Linked DNA regions of Pan troglodytes: region 2 is linked to region 1. The links are chromatin contacts, called in public Hi-C maps. All regions are on one chromosome and are shown on one strand. Each heading gives the region's core, a stretch centred on a gene start, on an enhancer-like site or on the middle of the called end of the contact. The rest is flanking DNA. Distances are from core to core; before and after follow the strand shown.

What was found. A called contact is a pair of places that touch in the nucleus more often than the background predicts.
Region 2: a contact with region 1 is called in a Hi-C map of induced pluripotent stem cells, with 2.3 times the contacts expected there. The contact joins two enhancer-like sites. A contact is called at or near these places in 2 of 7 Hi-C or Micro-C datasets (blood and induced pluripotent stem cells).

Annotation. Positions count from the first base shown.
Region 1 is chr2:160,396,625-160,399,196 of NHGRI_mPanTro3-v2.0_pri, forward strand. No RefSeq gene overlaps it. Among named protein-coding and RNA genes, the nearest start is that of CCNL1, 35 kb to the left of the region's middle. Within about 2 kb of position 1,292, at least 3 of the 24 cell types and tissues checked have an H3K27ac peak or open chromatin away from gene starts, as enhancers often do. A contact at or near this core is called in induced pluripotent stem cells, where this site is marked.
Region 2 is chr2:160,535,515-160,538,086 of NHGRI_mPanTro3-v2.0_pri, forward strand. The region is part of intron 9 of VEPH1 (ventricular zone expressed PH domain containing 1); the gene reads right to left. Among named protein-coding and RNA genes, the nearest start is that of PTX3, 89 kb to the right of the region's middle. Within about 2 kb of position 1,292, at least 1 of the 24 cell types and tissues checked has an H3K27ac peak or open chromatin away from gene starts, as enhancers often do. A contact at or near this core is called in induced pluripotent stem cells, where this site is marked.

The DNA.
Region 1 (2,572 bases), core at 42-2,541:
CTCAAAGAACTGAAAACAGAATTGCCATTTGACCCAGCTATGCCATTGCTGGGTATATATATACCTAAAGAAAAATAAATGGTCCTACCAAAATGACACCTGCATTCATATGTTTATCATAGCACTATTTACAATAGCAAAGACATGGAATCAATCCATGTGCTCATCAATGGCGGATTAAATTAAAAAATGGGTGCTGTGTGTCCAGGCTGTAAAAAAAAAAAATAAAGACAAAAATAAAAATTAAAAATTTGGTACATATACACCATGGAATACTATGCAGCCATTAAAAGAATGAAATCATGTCCTTTGCAGCAACATGGATGTAGCTGGAGGCCATTATTCTAAGAGAATTAACACAGGAACAGAAAACCAAATATTCTCACTTATAAGTGGAAGCTAAACACTGGGTACACAAGGACACAAAGATGGGAACAGTAAACACTGGGGATCCCAGAATGGGAGAGGAAAGAAGTGGGACAAGGGTTGAAAAGCTACCTATCAGGTACTATGTTCACCATGTCAGTGACAGGATCATTAGAAGTCCACACCTTAGCATCATGCAATATTCCCATGTAACAAACCTGCACATGTACCCCCTGCATCTAAAATAATTTTTTTTTGAAAAGAGAAACTTTTGGAAGTCTTGGTTATATTCTCTATCTTTACTGTGGTGGTGATTTCATGGGTATATACATATGTCAAAACTTTTCAAATAGTACATTTGAAATATATGCAGTTTATGGTATGTCAGTTATAACTCATAAATCTAGGGGTTTTATCCCCTGAAAGGAATAAACTTCTGATACATACAATAAGATGACTGCATCTCAAAATGCTAAATGAAAAAAGAGCAAGACACAAAAGGCTACAAATGATATGGTTCTACTTATATATTATTCTGGAAAAGCCAATGTTACACAACACTACAGAAATCAGATCAGTGGTTGCCTGGGGAGTGGTGGTAGGTGCTGACTGCAAAAGGGCGCAGGGAATTTGAGGGGTGGGAGATGCAGAAATGTTCTATATTTTCATTGTGGTAATGGTTACACAACTACATACATTTGTCAAGACTCATTAAAACATGCGTGAAAAGGGATTTTACTGAATGTATATTATATCTCAATAACCCTGACAAAAGTAAAAAACAAACAGCCCAAATAGCCCCAAGAATGCCTTGGCTTTTGTGATGCGGAAGGATCCAGAAATTCTTACATTCTGCTGTGGGATTGAAACCAGAGGCCTCCAACCAGGGATCTGGGAGCAACATGTGGGTAAGACACCCTCTGCCCCGCAAGCTCCCTGGTGCAAGCCTGCCAGGGGCTGTTGGAGGAAGAGGTGGAAGTAGAGCCAGAGGATTTGCAGGGCCAGCCTGAATGAAGGCAGGGCCAGTTAACAGGGGCAAGGACCTATGAGACCCTTGCTTTACCAAAAAAGCTGACCACAGATGTCATTGGCAGGGTGTTACCAGGGAATATGTCTGAAGAGGCCAGCCCTGGGGTCAACTGTCTCCCTCAGCTGCCCCCGGAGACATGTAATCTCTGTTCTACACTCAGGTCCCTATTTTGTGAAGGAGCAGGGAGGAATGGGAGAAACAAATCTCCGAGGGCATTTGAACTTTGAACTGACTGCATATTGATCTGAAAAAGACTGTTTAAAGCGAGGTAACTGACTCTTTTTTTTTTTTTTTTTTGAGATGGAAACTTTCTCTGTTAACCCAGGCTGGAGTACAGTGGCATGATCTCGGTTCACTGCAGCCTCCACCTCCCAAGTTCGAGCGATTCTCCTGCCTCAGCCTCCCAAGTAGCTGGGATTACAGGCCGAGTAGCTGGGATTACAGGCCGAGTAGCTGGGATTACAGGCGTGCACTACCACGCCTAGCTAATTTTTTGTAGAGACGTGTTTTGCCTTGTCCCGGATGGTCTCGAACTCCTGGCTTCACGTGATCCTCCGACCTCAGTCTCCCAAAGTGCTAGGATTACAGGCTTGAACCACCACACCTGGCCGTTGACTCTTTTTTTTGAGACAGAGTCTCACTTTGTCACCCAGGCTGGAGTGTGGTGGCATGATTTTGGCTAACTGCAACCTCTGCCTCCTGGGTTGAAGCGATTCTCCCGCCTCAGGCTTCCAAGTAGCTGGGATTACAGGAGTGGTCTTGAACTCTTGACCTCAGGTGATCCACCCTCCTTGACCTCCCAAAGTACTGGGATTACAGACATGAGCCACTGCCCCTGGCTGGCCATTGACACTTAACCAGCAAATTCATACCTTTCCTATCCCACCCCATCCTGCCACCTCTAAAAGTGGGAATGGGGCTTTTGAGGAAGTTTATATCATTTATAGAAAGGCACAATGCTGGCTGGGCGTGGTGGCTCATACCTGTAATCCCAGCACTTTGGGAGGCCAAGGCAGGCGGATCATGAGGTCACGAGTTTGAGACCAGCCTCACCAACATGGTGAAACTCTGTCTCTAACAAAAATGCAAAAATTAGCTGGGTGTGGTGGCATGCACCTGTAATCCCAGCTACTTGGGAGGCTGAGGTAGGAGAATCGCTTGAACCTGGGAGGCAGA
Region 2 (2,572 bases), core at 42-2,541, 140 kb after region 1:
TGCAGCCTCAACCTCCTGGCTCAAGCAATCTTCCCACCTCAGCCTCCCAAGTAGCTGGGACCATCAGCACGTGCCACCATGACTAGCTGAATTTTTTAAAAATTTATTTTTGGTAGAGACAGGGTCTCTTCTGTGTTGCCCAAGCTGATCTAGAGCTCCTGGGCTCAAGCTATCCTATTGCCTCAGCCTCCCAACATGCTGAGATTACAGGTGTGAGCCACCGTGCCTAGCCTAAATTTTGAATTAAATCCTTTTATTTGTATAGTTATTGAATTGCTTTATTATTTGCTGTTGCAAATAAATTCAAAATACACAATAGTCCAGGGAATGCAAAGTTAAACATAAAATTTCTAGAAACAATAACATCTTAAGTATTCAATGTACATTTGATACTTGAATTACTAAGAAACTGTACAATAGAAATACTGTAGGAATACAAAGGATATCTATATTTGTCTTGTTTCTTTTACAGTTTGCTCACCTGTTTATAACAGTTTAAAAACTTTGTTAAAAACAAACAAAAAAAACCCATGGTGTACCTGTAAATATGAACTAATGTGACTGTAAAATAAAAATTCAGTAGAAAGACATGATTGAGACATAGGAATAGTCTTAACTGTCTACATTTCCTGGGGAAAAAACTCATGTTTATTTAAGCGTATTCAAGGTTATTTTTCAAATAAATAGAAGAAAATCATGTAGATTCAGAGAGATGTAGAGAGAAGATGGCCCAAAGTCCAATGCTACCAGCGCCTGCTACATGAAACACGGGCCATCACACAGCTGAGGTGGAGCAAGAGGGCTAATGAGGGATGCCTGGCACTCTTTCTCCCAACAGGAGAGGACCACAGCAATGGATAAACAGCTAAGATTTGACTGGAGTGTGGAAGGGAGAGCAGGCAAGTGCAGCGGGGGAGTAGAGATGCACATGTGGTGATTGGAAGCCCAGGAGGGCAGCGTGGAGGCACCAGGCCTCTGCAGCCCCCTCTTTCTTTTATGGATTGGATCTGCCTAGAATCAGGTGGGACTTCCCATTTCCAGGAAAAGGTAAGCAGAAGATCCGCATCATCCCCTATTGCCACCAAAACACCTACAGTCCTCACTACTGGAGAATCCTACAGTCCTCTCAAGCCCTAAGCCCAGTTTGTAGAACTGCCAGGAATTCACATAGCTGCATTGCTCTGATTAGGAACACAAAGTGTGTACTCTCCATCCGCTACCCACCCTCTGTGAGCCAAGCTGCTGCCGCTGGGCGCCACCTTGAGACCAGACATCTCTGGAGTGCGCCCTCCTCTGGGGGTCAGTGGCCACTGCACCTGTCCCACACTGGGGGTCCATCTTCATTCCACCTAGCCACAGCTGTGTGGAGCCTGGGCTGGGGATTCGCTGTGATTCTGGTCTTGCGTAGCAGGGAAACCACCTCATGCTCTGCACTTCCAGCCAAAGGAACAGTCTGGCAATCCCGTTCATGGAGAACCCTGCCTTGAGCTGACTAAACCACTGTGTGCCTGCCCCCAAGCAGGAGGGGCATGGGGGTGCAGATGGCTCTTCAATATAATAATTTCCTTTCCTTAGGATAAATGCCCAGTAGTGGGATTGCTGGATCGTATGGTAGTTCTATTTGTAGATATTGAGGGACCTCCACACTGTTCTCTTTAGTGGTTATACTAGTTTATATTCCCAACAGCGTGTAAGAGTACTCTTTTCTCTGCATCCGCACCAGCATTTGTTTTTTTTTCTTTTCTTTTTGATAATAGCCACTGTAACTGGGGTGAGGCAATACCTCATTGTGGTTTTGGTTTGCATTTCTTTGATGATTAGTGATGTTGAACATTTTTTATATACTTGTTGGTCATATGTGTGTCTTCTTTTGAGAAATATCTGTTCAGATCATTTCCCGATTTTTAAATCAGATTGTTAGATTAACAGTCCTGGAAATGGGAAGTCCCTCCTGATTCTAGGCAGATCCAATCCATAAAAGGAAGAGGGGGCTGCAGAGGCCTGGTGCCTCCACGCTGCCCTCCTGGGCTTCCAATCACCACATGTGCATCTCTACTCCCCCGCTGCACTTCCGTGCTCTCCCTTCCACACTCCAGTCAAATTTTAGCTATTTATCCATTGCTGTGGTCCTCTGACCCCTTGGGCCAGCAGGTTGGCCACATAGGCACCCACACTCAAGGTCTGAAAAATGGCCCTGCAGCACCCCCTTGCAGCCTTCACCACTGAATTCTACTGAACCTTTAAAGAAGAATTAATACCAATTTTTCTCAAAATACTTCAAAAAAATTAAAGCAGAGGAAATTATTCCTAACTCATTCTATGAGGCCAGCATATCCCTGATACCAAAACCAGACAAGGACTCAGCAAAAAAATAAAACTACAAGCCATTATCCCAGATGAACATAGCACTACAGGCCAATATCCCTGATGAAGATAGATGGAAAAATCTTCAATAAAATCTAACAAATCAAATCTAACAACACCTCAAAATGATAATACACCACGATTAAGTGATATTTATTGCAGGAATGCAAAATGGTTCAATATATGCAAATCAATAAATGTCATAAAT